Linked DNA regions of Cyprinus carpio: region 2 is linked to region 1. A link is a contact called in public Hi-C data. All regions are on one chromosome and are shown on one strand. Each heading gives the region's core, a stretch centred on a gene start, on an enhancer-like site or on the middle of the called end of the contact. The rest is flanking DNA. Distances are from core to core; before and after follow the strand shown.

What was found. Hi-C and Micro-C count contacts between places; a contact is called where the count stands out from the background.
Region 2: a Hi-C map of red blood cells shows a contact between it and region 1, with 3 times the contacts expected there. The contact joins the promoter of LOC109085625 here to the enhancer-like site in region 1. A contact is called at or near these places in 5 of 8 Hi-C or Micro-C datasets (liver, red blood cells and skeletal muscle).

What each region holds. Positions count from the first base shown.
Region 1 is chrA15:14,418,480-14,426,026 of ASM1834038v1, reverse strand. It overlaps the pseudogene LOC109085623. Among protein-coding and RNA genes, the nearest start is that of LOC109093280, 24 kb to the right of the region's middle. Within about 2 kb of position 2,741, at least 1 of the 8 cell types and tissues checked has an H3K27ac peak or open chromatin away from gene starts, as enhancers often do.
Region 2 is chrA15:14,461,847-14,469,393 of ASM1834038v1, reverse strand. It overlaps LOC109085625 (layilin-like), which reads left to right and starts at 3,063. Exons shown (of 7, transcript XM_042771105.1): 1 at 3,063-3,328; 2 at 3,797-4,085; 3 at 5,031-5,188; 4 at 5,330-5,377; 5 at 6,114-6,203; 6 at 6,370-6,484; 7 at 6,595-7,466. The coding sequence starts at 3,250. The coding sequence ends at 6,901.

The DNA of each region.
Region 1 (7,547 bases), core at 1,492-3,991:
CTTGGAATCATGGTTTCCAACTGGTGCGTCTCTCATTAGGCAAGAATTTTGAATTTGGTATCAGCCAACAGCAGTTTTTTTTCCTCACATTTGGACAAATATGATAGATCATTTAGTAATAACTAATATCTGTCTCAATTAATTGTTTAGCACTTGCTGAAATCTTAACACCGTGTACCGTTACAACACTATGAAATCAAAAGGCATGGCCACTCCACAAACATTTGCCTTTTTAACAAAATATTAAAGTTAATAAAGAATAATGAATAAGAGAAGAATTTTCCTTAGTCTATAAACAGTTTATACAATTCCATTTCATCCATAAGAGACACAACATCACAAAGGACTGGACTGGAATTCTTCAGTGGTGTTCATTAGCCTCATGAAAGACCATCACATCATAAGACAAGCATGAAATATCCAAGGTGCAATCTAAGGAAATTGAATTGCTACAGCAATATAGTATGCAACAATTAGAATCTTCGCATATTCTCAAAATATTCAGATATCACTTGTCAAATCAGATTAACAATAGGTGTAAGAGAAAACCTTAAACTTGTTGTAGCTTTCAATCTCTATGTTAATTGTCCCCGTGACGATGAATGTTGGCCTTTGTGAGTTAGATGCAATGTTTGTTGTCTTCTGATTGAAGTCAGATTTAACATTTATAATTGAATACATTGTCCGTCAAAACTACAAACAGAGATACACTTTGTATCTTGTTTATTTCCTTAAACAAGTAATGTGTTAAAAGGACAATAATGCATTATTGATGCAGGATGCCTGTAATGTTCTAGTAATGTTGAAGGCCTTGATTAGCTTGTTTAGGCATGTTCAATCCGGCCTCTGTAATGGTAAGTTTGGGACAATGCCAAGTACGTATATAAAAATAACAAAATCTTAAAAACAAGTGCCATATTAAAAAGAGGGATGAGTCAAATGACACCTAGATTACAGTTTTTAGAGAGCTTTAATGTTGACTCACAAACCAAGCTTTGTTTTTGTCTAATTAACATCAAAAGATTTTGAGTCGAGTTTCAGGAAGTTACAGCTCATCCAGTACTTGATGCCACAGCGAGATGCAGCAAGGAAACTGATAGAAGTGGTGTTTCAGAGCCGGTGCTGAAATCTGAATGTCATCAGTTTAGTAGTGAAAGATGACACCATGTTGATAGATTTTATCAGCTCAGAGAAACAAAAGTGAAGAAAATAAAAAATGTGCCAAGTACTTAACCTTGGGGAACACCTTGTGTAATTGTGAAGAAATAGTAGATTTGTGCTTCCATTAAATAACCATTTGAATGATGTAATAACATTAGAAACTAAACACACAAGAAATTACAGCATTTTGGGAGTAGATGACCACATCTCAGTGCCATCAGTCTTTGATTTCAGCATGATGTTTAAACAAAATGATTATTAGCCATCTTCAGCACAGCTGCCGTTGCATAATCTTGCTTAAACACAAGCAGGAACATCTGAAAACATTTGGCCACAATGACCCATCTCAGCTACACAGGAATTACATAGACTTAACACTGATGAGAGCACAGCTTAAAAAGTTGACTTGAACATATCCACTTCCTTCAAGACAGAGGTCCATTTCACATTTTGTTCTCTAGTACTCTACATGCTATCATATACTGCATGGCCATTTATAAGAGTAATTACTAAAGATATTAATTTGAGGTTTAGACAGCTCACTAATGGTCCATTGTTTCCACATTTAGGTTCAGGTAATGAGACGGTATTAAACACCCATGCAAACCATTGATCTTAAGTCAGTCTGATCTATGACTAAATGCCTCCGAACTGTTAGGGTCCGAATTCAAATGATACAGGAGAGTTTGCTACCCTCGCTAATAACTTAAGGATGTGAGCTGTTCAAATTTGTTCCAAATAAGTCTAGTCACAAATCCATCCTAACAGTTTTTACAGAAATAATTCTGCTTAAATAAGACATCTGATACTCTGGAGAAGTGTCAGAGCGCAGTACCACCAACTCCTGCCAAATTCGGTGACGAAAACACGCAATCCAACACTGCCAATAAGATCACTAGCCAGGTAACTATAGAAAACGTTTCATCAGGAGACCAAAAACCTGATTGCACATTAATCCTTAAAATTCATATAGGATGACAAACTCTTGGAGACCATATTTAACAGGTGTGACGCACACCCTATTCCAGTTAGAATTATGCAACGATTAGTCTGTGAGAGTACATCAAAGGACAACTGCAAGATACGTAGTTCAAATGACTTTATTTGCTCCCAAAAGTACACCCATTTACCAAATGAGTTAAAAAGAACAAAAACAAAACTACACGTTCAAATGATATTAACCATAAACAAAGGGCTCCCCCAAAATGCACTAGGTGCAAGTTGTTTGTAACAATGAATATTGCTGATTTAAGTCCCACACAAGACACCATTCCTTCATACCAGCCCAATGATTTCATGACATGACCACTTATGATCACTTAACATGCCCTCCACTTAAAGAGAAAAAATGTATATTGAAAAACTTACAAAATAATAAACAGTATTAAAACTAGACATTTCATTGGCACAAAAGCTAAAATCTACAAGTTTATAAAAAGGGGTATTCAGGACCACCATAAGTGCAAAAATGCAGTTAAAACTGCATGCATTGATGTTGTTTCGTACGTGTATCCTGTGTTACAGCACAACTGATTACATTATATGGTCCCTAGATGGAAAAAGCTCATGATAAAGGTGTGACTTTAGAGTGTGATAAGGTGTGATTTCTAGAGAGACCGCAATCCAACCATGTGCTCAGAACACTATCTGCCCTGTGCACACGGAGGACTCTGTGGTTAAACCATGTGAGCACATGAGATTTTTATTCCCTCTACAGAGGAAGCACATGTAAACAATGTGCTGTGCACTAGCAAATCTACTAAAACAAATAAACAGGCATTTCGCACCATCTGCTACTGGCAGGATGAGCTCCAGTCTAAGAAAAGCAAATGGCACGCCGAAGCAGGCTTGTACCGATTACTATACGATCACACTGGAATGGCTCATGGGTTGATGTTTGCGAACAGCTATAATTGTACAATCATGCAGAGCTTATCTGCGCTGACAGTGTTTGAGGTAAAACTTGACAAAGTTCATCCTTTGAGCATTGAATATCTTTTAGAGTAAACAAGAACACACTGACGATACTTAATCATTCAAAAGGAACAATAAATAGAATGCAACAGGTCTTGTGTTGTCAGTTTTCACTGGATGTGGTGAGGAGGTCAGACAGGCCAAGGCAAGAACTATGGAGAAAGCAGAAAAAAAAAACTGCATAAAGGAGAATGAAAATGTTTCTGAGAAGATTTATGTTGGAAGGTTAAAGAGATACATACCACTAATAGCCTCTAGAGCAAAGTACTTCACATCCATATCTTGGTCTGTAGCTAGTTTCTCGAGGACTGGTTTAACCTCTGCCTGCAAAGCACTGTTGAATATATCATTGTTAGTATTGCTTATAGTTTGTTTGCTTATACCATTGAGAACAATAAGGTGTAGGCAGCTATTATTTAATAGCTGCTGTCCAAAACTGGTCTGATCTTCTGTAAGCACCTAGCCACCTGATCAGTGGACAGCTTGAGAACTACAGGCAACATGTGCTTGGTGGTGATTTCCTGTCCACATACTTCAGACAGAGCCTGACCCACATCCCCAAAAAATGGCTTTCAGTTATTCCCATTTTGCAACACCAGATACTGATGTAATGCCTTCCAACTGGAAGAACATTTAGTTTTTTTAGTCACCAGCCAGGGCATCCAGACTTACATTGATGCAGAAGAGACTGGTCATCCTGTGCAGGTAGTTGGAATCACTGGCCATGCCAAGGACTTTGGCCACAATGGTGTTCTGGGTCCAATCTGCTCCAAACTTCTCCACCAGCTTCATGAGGTTGCAGGTGGCAGCCTCTCGGATGGCACATACTGTAGAACAAGGCAAAGATACTAATGTTAATTCATATGCTAACATGAAGATCAAGACTGAAATAAAGATACAAACAGATTTAGATCCATGTAATTTTTCAAGCTACACCACCAGATTTACTGCCCACTGCAATACAACTTGAAAACATACATTCTTCCATATTACAAACAAGTTGTCACTTAGAGCAAAGTACAGAAAGAATGATTGTGTGTATTTTGTCCAAAAAAAAAAAAAAAAAAAAAAAAAAAAAAAAAAAAAAATTCTACACACTGGTATGAAAAATTGTTGGCCTCCTTCCTGATTTCTTATTTTTATGCATGGTTGTCACACTTTAATGTTTCAGATCAATAAATATTAGTAAAAGATAACACAAGTGAACATAACATGCAGTTTTTAAATGAAGGTTTTTATTATTAAGGGAAAACAAAATCCAAAACTACATAGCCCTGTGTGAAAGTGTTTGCCCCCTAAACATAATAACTGGTTGGGCCACCCTTAGCAGCAACAACTGCAATCAAGCGTTTGCGATAACTTGCAATGAGTCTGTTACAGCGCTGTGGAGGAATTTTGGTCCACTCATCTATGCAGAATTGTTGTAATTCAGCCACATTGGAGGGTTTTCGAGCATGGATCGCCTTTTCAAGGTCATGCCACAGCATCTCAATAGGATTCAGGTCAGGACTTTGACTAGGCCACTCCAAAGTCTTCCTTTTGTTTTTCTTCAGCCATTCAGAGGTGGATTGCTGGTGTGTTTTGGATCATTGTCCTGCTGCAGAACCAAAGTTCGCTTCAGCTTGAGGTCACGAACAGATGGCCGGACATTCTCCTTCAGGATTTTTTGGTGAACGGCAGAATTCATGGTTACATTTATCATAGCAAGTCTTCCAGGTCCTGGAGCAGCAAAACAGCCCCAGACCATCACACTATCAGCACCACATTTTACTGTTGGTATGATGTTCTTTTTCTGAAATGCGGTGTTACTTTTACGCCAGACGTAATGGGACACACACCTTCCAAAAAGTTAAACTTTTGTCTCATCAGTCAACAGAGTATTTTCCCAAAAGTCTTGGGGATCATCAAGATGTTTTCTGGCAAAACTGAGACAAGCCTTTATGTTTTTTTTTGCTCAGCAGCAGTTTTCGTCTTGGAACTCTGCCATGCAGACCATTTTTGCCCAGTCTCTTTCTTATGGTGGAGTCATGAACACTGACCTTAACTGAGGCAAGCAAGGCCTGCAGTTCTTTGGATGTTGTTGTGGGGTCTTTTGTGACCTCTTGGATGAGTCGTCGCTGTGCTCTTGGGGTAATTTTGGTCAGCCGGCCACTCCTGGGAAGGTTCTCCACTGTTCTATGTGCTCCTATAGCTCAAGTGGTAGAGCATTGCATTACGAAGCGCAAGGTTGGGGGTTCGATTCCCCGGGAACACATGATAGGTAAAAATTGATAGCCTGAATGCACTGTAAGTCGCTTTGGATAAAAGCGTCTGCTAAATGCATAAATTTAATTTAATTTCTATGTTTTTGCCATTTGTGAATAATGGCTCTCACTGTGGTTCGCTGGAGTCCCAAAGCTTTAGAAATGGCTTTATAAACTTTTCCAGACTGATGGATCTCAATTACTTTCTTTCTCATTTGTTTCTGATATTTCTTTGTATCTCAACATGATATCTACCTTTTGAGGATCTTTTGGTCTACTTCACTTTTTCCAGGCAGGTCCTATTTAAGAGATTTCTTGATTGCGAACAGGTGTGGCAGTAATCAGGCCTGGGTGTGGCTAGAGAAATTGAACCTAGGTGTGATAAACCACAGTTTTAACAGGGGGCAAACACTTCTTCACACAGGGCCATGTAGTTTTGGATTTTGTTTTCGCTTAATAATAAAAACCTTCATTTAAAAACTGCATGTTGTGTTTACTTGTGTTATCTCTGACTGATATTTAAATTTGTTTGATGATCTGAAACATTAAAAGTGTGACAAACATGCAAAAAAATAAGAAATCAGGAAGGGTCCAACACTTATTCATGCCAATGTGTGTATATATATATATATAAAATTATATAAAAAGAGAGAACAATCTGTAAATACTTTTTTTCTTTAATTGTTAATCTTCATCGCTCAAAAGTTGAAGGAATATCAGATATAGGTATACCACTGTTCTACTAACATGTTTGAAAAAATATCCAAGGCATTTCAACAAAAACTAAATTGTGTAGAGGCCCTTGCTTTGAATGACTACATTTCTTTTGTAATATTTACTTTGCTAGTTTCAGCTTTTGGTTTGTTTGAACAGATTTCAGGCATGAGAGGTGGACCCAAGCTGGGTTAGTCAACATTGTTTTGGTGCTCAGATTTACCTCCACAGATTACCTTCCACCTAAGTAAATATCTACAATCAGCCTGTGAAATTGTGCATCACAAATCCACTAAACAACAGACAAGCGGCTGTTCAAATCAGTCTGACGATGACATAACCCCCTTTTATCAAAAGGCTGGGAATTTGCCTGAGACAATCCTATTTAGAGTTTAAAATTCAAGACAAATCCTACCCTTAGTACTCAAAGTTTACAAAATAAAAAGCTGCACATCAGCCATAAAGTGATGAGCAGTTTCATGAAGTAAGTCAAGCTTTAAATGGGGATTATAAAACGCACATAAAATGAGACAATCCATTTGACACCATTTACCTCTTGCAGATGTGCCTGTGTGTATTTGTCAGAAAGATGATTCACATTTACACATGACAGACAGCCGAGCGCAACACCACTCCGGCTCTGAGCTCTTATGTAAGAGGACGGCACTGGCCCAGCAGCACAGAATATACAAGAACATTCCAGTGATGTAACCCATCTGGCCCTTTGTCTACAACTGTGTCAGAGTGTAATTGTGCGTCTGAGTGTGCTGAAAATCAGTGCAAAACACCTCAACAGCTGGATCCACTCAGCGCACGGTTCAAAGTGAGATCATAACTGTTCTGACAACCATTAAGTTGAAGATGTAGTAAGAGGCTCATCAATCTGAAACATTCATTACCACTGACATGCCAATCAAAGCAAGATCAGCAGGCAATTTACAAGTCGTATCTGTTCTACAAAAGTGGTGCCTGTAGAAAGCTGGATATTAGATATTGTGATGGCAAAACTGACTTTTCAGCAGCCATTACTCCAGTCTTGAGTGATCCTGAAGAAATCATTCAAAAATACCAACTTTGTGCTATTCTTCAGGATTCTTTGATGAATAGAAAGTTCAAAAGAACAGCATTTATTTGATATAAAATGAAATACAATTATTTTTAAAAAATGGCAAAAATAAAAATGTCTCTGTCACCTTTGATGCACCCTTACTGTATAAAAATAAGAGTAATTAAAAAAAAAATCTTACTGACCCCAATCTTTAGAACAGCAGTGTACATGTAATATGATTTTACTTATTATATAAAAAATATAATCTTGATCATTTGCTGTATTTACAGACTGTACTTATTTAGACTTAAAACGGATTTAGATATTTGTGCACTTTACCTTGTTAAAAGGAAGGTAAAATTGAGAGAAGAAGGAAAAAGCAATAGAGATGAAGAGAGGGAGAGCGT
Region 2 (7,547 bases), core at 1,814-4,313, 43 kb before region 1:
TGCTGGTTCAATAAATTACAAATTGCAACACCAATATTATTGCCAGTGAATTAGCAATGACATCTTAATACCACATATTAATAATAATAATATATAGACTAATAATAATAATAATAATAATATGTGGTATTAAGATGCCATTGCTAATTTACGCACTATATAATGATAATGAACTTTTATGGCGTTTTTTTGTCGATTTTTATTTATTTATTTATTTATTTTTTATTCTCCTTCGGAAAGACGTTTCGTCGACTGGACAATCCATATATCGTTAAACAACAGTAACCTACAACTGAATCCCTCACAGCATCGTGTTCATTCCCGTCAAAAATGAAATATATGGCGCTTCCCTAAATCTATTATCTTGTTTATTGCTATAGATAACGGTTCGAGCACAAAATAAGCATGCATAATGTTGAACTTTCACGTTTTTAACAAATACTGTAGTTCAGTCCGTTCAAAATCTGTCTGTGATGTCACTGAAAGCAGTGGCAGTGGATCTGGTGTCTTCTCAAACTCGTCTCTTAGTTATTACAAGAGTCAGCTTGTACTTGTTAAATGCTCATATCTGGCTGTTGCAATATTATACTTTCCTGCATCCAGGTTATAGAAAATTCTTAGCATTCGTGAGATAAACTTTAATGTCCATTCTATATGCATGTGCAATAAATATGCAAGCTGCAGCATCCACACAAGGTGACACAAACTGAACACACCTAAACAAACTGTACAAGCTGCATGTTACTGTAGATTTTTTGAAATAAGCACAGCCTAAAATGCCAGGAAGGCATTCTGTGAAAATAGTCATTTTAATATCCAGGAACACACATCAGCTAGTTCCCGTCCCTGAATCGGAATGGTTTTAGGAGTGCTGACATACAGGTAGCATTGTTATGGCAAGTCTTTATGAATGAGTCATTCAGTCTAATTCTGGAATAACATAGTATACTTTCTGTTTCTCTAATATCTTTTTATGACAGAAATAGTGAGAGCAGTATTAGCCTCTGGTAATGAGTGAGTCACTGAATCATTCACTCAAACTAATAATTTAAAGTTTTATTTAGGGAAGAAACGTCACTAATGTGTGTTGCTTGGAGACATGCTGCTGTATAATGCAAGTTCTACAATATTAATGTAGTAGATAGAATAATAGAACAATGTAAATAATGTAAACGTCTAATGATGTAAACAGAACAAAGCAAAAACTCTAACAATCGTGCTGTTTTTCAAAAGGGTTCAATGCTAATGCCAAGCATATGTTCAGAAGTTAGTGGTTCTCGAAATAAGTGACTTGAATCTAATAAAAGGGACATGACCGACTACATTCAGTTAGGAGGGGCAAATAGTCTGGGCAGCCTGCCAGAGATCAGTACAAACAAACTACACATGCAGTGCCACTGGCCTGATGGCTTCTCCCTAATTTCTCCAAAACCTCATGACATCTGCAGGATCTGTTCGAAATACCCTACAAAGATTTCACTGCATATATGATTACACAGTAACACTGTAGGAGGTTGCCTCTACCAAGAATTGAACTAAGTAGGCCTCTTGTAACTGCCATGCACACCAGAAAGGTTTTTATAGTTTATATTTTCCAGCTTAAGCTGTTTAATGAATTTATTTTCTTTGTCAGGTCAAGGGGGAAATGTCTGGAAATGAAAAAGGACAAAAAACACAACAAAAAAACAAACCACAAAGATGAAGAGGAAACAGACTGTTGAAAAACTGTGTGCTTCCTTTCCTGACTGGCTTCCTATTCCTGAGGATAGTGTGCGGCTGACTGTGAGTTGGCAGGGTCAACAGCAGTGACTGAGCTCCTTTGACTTGCACAGACCAGTCGACCTCATAAAAAGTAATCTTATTTCCTCTGCCAGTTTGCTAGTGAGCCAAAAAAAATGGTCCCTCTGCACTGCATGTCTCAGATTTTATATGAACAGAAACCACGGTGATTACAAAGTGATTGATGTTTAGTAATGATGCAGGAAAAACATAATACATTGCTAAAAGTTCATGCACATGGTTACTTTCCACTTATATCCTGCAACATATTTAACATAAAAAAAAATCAAAGCACTACCAAATAAAAATAAAACAACAATTTGGCAATTTAACAACTTAAAGATAAGGAAAAGTTCCTTCAAAAATAAAAATTTTGCTGAAAAAAAAATGTACTCACCCTCAAGCCATCCAACACATAGATGAGTTTGTTTCTTCGTCAGAACAGACTTGGAGAAATGTAGCATTACCTGTACATCACTTGCTCACCAGTGGATCCTCTGCAGTGAATGGGTGCCGTCAAAATGAGATTTCAAACAGCTAATAAAAACATCAGATTAATCCACAAGTACTCCATGACTCCAGTTCATCGATTAACGTCTTGTGAAGCAAAAAGCTGCATGTTTGTAAACAAATCATTAACGCTTTTTTTTTCTTTCACTTCAAACAATTGCTTCCAGCTAAAATCCTCTATCCATGATATTGCTTTTGAAAGTGAAAGTGAAAGTGTCGTCTCATCTGAATCAAGAGAGAAATACTATAGCCTACTGTATGTACAGATCAAGCACTGTTCATATGTGAAAACAGTCCAAAACAGTTCTAAACAAATATGTTGGTAAATTTTGATGTGAGGACAACAGGATGGACCTTTTCACCGGATGAAACGTTATTATGGATTATGGACTCTAAATTTTGTCCGGAATTATTAGTCTGAAGTTAAAACACATTAATGATGGATGTGTTTTACACACAAGCAGCTTTTATGCAGCTTTCCACTTCACAAGACGTTGATTGAAGAATTGGAGTATACTTGTTGATTACTGTGATGTTTTATCAGCTGTTTGGACTCTCATTCTGACGGCACCCATTCACTGCAGAGGAGTGATGTGGTGCTAAATTTCAAAACTGTACTGCTTTTCAAAGACACATAAAAAAGTAAACACGCACATAAATACATTTGTGTAATCTTTTAAACATGTGTTAGCTAAGTTACTATTAGCTTGTTTATTTAAAAATACCGAACAAAAACATGCGATGTAGAAAAACCCATTTCGGAACACTTCACACGTAATGAGTGGGAGCGCAAAAACAGCTACAGCAGCTTCTGCTAGCAGCCAGCCACTTGGATTCGGAGACTCGAGCAACCTTTCTGGAGTCTGAGCGAAAACTTGACAACGTTGGGTTCTGTCTGACAGCGGGACGTTTCGGCAGGATCTAGAAACAGTCGTGTGGTGCCATTGAAGCTATGTAGAGATGGAGTTCATGAAACTGATCGGAACCGTTTTAGCAGTTTGTTTCCATCTCTGCTGCTGCGCATCAAGCGCGTTCGGCGGTGAGTTTCTGCTTGTTCAGGCATAGTGATATTCAAATGATCTTACTTCGTTAGATTTTGTGTGCTTCTTGAGTGCACAGTATTTAATAATGACAGTCTAATAATACGATAGTTTCGGTTAAGAGACTGCAGTCTTTTTCAATAATGATTTTTGAAGCCTTTGTTTTGCAGAACCATATTTTCGAATATAAGCGTCTGGTGATGCAACAAACGCTTAAGCAGAGTTCTTTTATGTTACAGTGGTTTGTTTATGGATTTTATTTTTGGGTCACAGCTGTTTTTTAGTGAGGGAGGATATGGCTGATGGCTGTTCCGCCTGGAAGTTTGTGAAAGTTCTACTGGTTTCTTCCTCTCTTTGCTCGCATATGTTCCATCGCCAACTTTCCTATAAAGGTTCCTGCAATATTTCCATAACAGTACTTCAGGTTCAATACTAACATCAGCGGTTTTTGTTGATGTGGTTTGCAGATCACAGGATATGCCGGAGAGGGACAGAGAAGCCCTGCTATAAGATCACAAGCTTCCAGGACATCGGGCTCAGAGCAAGTTTTGAGGCAGCCAGACAGAAATGCAGGGAGGGTGATGGAGAGCTGCTCAGCATTGAGACCGAGAATGAGCAACGTCTGGTGGAGAGATTTGTGCAGGAGCTCAGGGCCTCTGATGGAGACTTCTGGATTGGGCTACGAAGGAGCTCACAATATAATTCTGATTGTTCATCACAGTATCACTGGTTGGATTACAGTCAGGCCACATTCAGGTTGGATATTTGCAGTAATAATCTGAAATATTCTTGTGATTGATTAATTGATTGACTGATTATTTATTATTATTTATTTTAATTTTTTGCATGTTTGGTTATAGTTTTCCCAAAAAATAAAATTCAGTAATTTCTTCATTCTCATGTCATTCCTGTGAATTCTTTTCTTCACAATAAGTTGTAGTTATTATAATTAAAACCAAAACTCCATACTACCTTAATAGTTTTTGGTAATTGAAATAAAGCTGAAATAAAATAAAATATACATATTATATAATAGAAATATACATATTAAATTAGAAATGTTGCCTTGGCAAGTAACTGAAAAAAGGTTTAAGTTGCAGTATTAAAATGAATAAAATGGGAAAAAAATTAAAGCTATATAGAAATATTAAAAAATGACAAAAGCATATAACAAAATTAAAATGAAAACTCTACATGTAAAAATCAAAGCTATTTAAAAATAAAAAATAAATACTATAATACTATATAAATATAATTCTGTGTTCTTTTAATGTATTCTATGTTTTAAGTCTTCTGAATCATGTTGGTGAGTAAATGTTGATTGCAATTTTTGGTGAGCTTTTCAGTGAAAGCAAAATACTAAAATGTGACACAGAAGAGAAATATTTGAAGATTTTCAAAAGCACAAAACAAAATTACTAAAACTTAAACTAAAATTAAAATGAAAACTGACTGTAAAAATAAAAGCCAATTGAAGATAAATAATAAATGAAATAATATAATAGCATATAAAATAATATTTTATTTTTCAATTAGTATATTCTATATTCTAAGTCCTCTGAATCAGGAAATAAAGTAAGTAAATGATGACAGAATTATTAATTTAATTAATTAGTAATTTTTTGGTGAACTGTTCCTTCAAGTGAAAGCAGAATGGTAAATCTGATATAGAATATTCAGTGAGTCTGTGATTTTTTTTAGGAACTGGTTGGTGACAGAGCCCTCATGTGGCCTTGATAAGTGTGTAGCATTATTCTACAGGCCCTCACCTTCTTCTGGCCAGAAGGAGCACAGCCTGTTCAAGTGGACTGACGACAACTGCAATTCCAAGAATAATTTCATCTGCAAGTACTCAGATGGTAGGCTTTTGCATATGTTAATGTTAGCTGTCACATTAAGATATTGAATTGGCAACAAATCTGAGACAAGCATCTTTAGTGTTAACATATTATGTAAGAGGACTTCAAAAGTAAACTCTGCTGCCTCCTGTGTGTGTTTAGAGAAGCATCCTGTCCCCACTCCAGCAGGAAATATCACAACACCCACAGGTAAACAATTCCTTAACTTTTCTCTGTTGCATTTGCAACTTTTTTCTGACACGATAATGGTTCTATTTTTTTTTTTTTTCATGATAGTACCTTAAATTACAGATTCAACTAAATTATGTCCTACATAGCTCAAAGATTAAGGGGGTAGTTCCCAAAAAAGTGCAAATAATTCTGATCATTTAACAGTGTTATCATCATAAAATAAATATTAGATCAAAATTTTTTTCCAAAAAAATCTGAAATGCTGCCTTGGTAAATTGAGATAAATAAGTGCAAGCTGAAGTACTAAAATGACTAAAACTAAAACTGATATAAAACAAAATTAAAGCTAAATAGAAATGTTAAAATAAAAATCAATAGAAAACAAAAGCATATAACGAAATTACTAATACTCAAATTTAAAATTGAATATATTAAAATAATAGATAATTAAATATATTAATATGTAATATAATAGTATATAAATTTAAAATAACAAAAAATTATAATTTACTCTCCTGTTCACTTTAATCAGTTAAATGTGTAAACTAGGACCTAATAAAAGGACAGAATTTTAATATTGAGGCGAAGTATTACTTTAAAAAGATAATAATGCTTATGATGACCTCTAGTGGTGGAAGTGGAATTATACTTTTGCCTAAAGTATACAGTCAGACTCAAAATCCATAGTAGGTCATTCATCAAGGCCAAACACCATAAATGCTTATTTATCATTCAAAGTGATTCTTGTTTTTAGGTATTGATAACCTGACTCTGGTGCCAAAGCACCTGCCGCCCATTACAGTAGACAATGACAAGATAAAAACTGAACTCTCTGAGTCATCAGGTATTTCAGAAATGAATGGTAAATAGAATATTGTTTGAATTATATATATATATATATATATATATATATATATATATATATATATATATATATATATATATATATATATATATATGAGAATTTTCTGGATATTAACTTTTTTATATAATGATGGACTTTCTCTTAGTTTCTATTTCAGATGACACTAATATTTACTACATCCTCCTCGCCACACTGCCTGTAATGTTGCTGTTGATATTGGTTGTGTCGGGGGTGTTTTGCTACAGAGTCATGTCAAGGAGGTATGGAAAGACCTGCTGACATTTTCATCATTTCTTAGTTTGTTATTCTCTATGAACTATTTTGTCTGTCACCCTGCCATATAATATCCTCTCTAACTGTGTCTTTGCAGGAGAAAAGAACAGAATGAAGTCTATGCTGTGCCAGGACAGTGGGTGCGTCCCGTAGCTCCAAAATGTCAGAAGGATTATGAATGCACCGACAAATTCAACCAGTCTGGAGCTCATCTGGAGTACATGAGCTCTGAAATTAACAGAACATTTAGTATGACGTCTGCAAAGAGTCAGTTTGAGGACTATGAGAACGTCCAGAGCCGGCCCACGCAGTGCGGTTTTGTCACTAATGACATCTACGAGACCTCCCGGGGGTCCTCGGCGGTAGAGGCTGGATGGGTGGACAATGACATCTATGGATACTAAAACACTATAGAGTGTATACTGACTGGTAAAGTCTCTGTCACTAGTGTGTCTGGCTCTCCCACCATCATGTTTGATCTCTTCTCCAGTCTGTATGTCTGCTCTTTTTATGTGACCTGGTGGGGAAGTCATTGGGGGTCTAATGCAGGGGTGTATAGATTCCCATAACTGACTATACAAAGTAGCATAAAGGTGTCATCGGCTTGTGAGAGCTTCCTCTGTGGAAGCTGGCATCCTGGAACAGGACCCTCCATTTGGAAATTCACAAAACAGTGCGCTGACCTCTCAGCTCATCTCAACAACATCCTTCTGTGTCTCTGAGAAAGCCCTCTCTAAAGGATACCTACTGCTGTTCCCTTCTTTTTGAAGACTGTGTAGTTGCTTCGTAAGCTCTTTTGTGTCAAAACTGAATGGAAGGATTTATATATATAAAAAACATTATTGTAACATATTGAATATGTATTTTGCTTTCAGGTATCAAATTATGAGCAAAAAGATGAGAGTTTTGTGCTATATTTGGATTGTAAATGATATATTGTTTGTACTACTAATAATACTATCTTTGTCAGATGTTTGTGTTTAATCAAAATTGTTCCCGCACTCCTGGAAAACCTGGAAATGTTAGGGAATGTTAGGCCTGAAAAGGAAG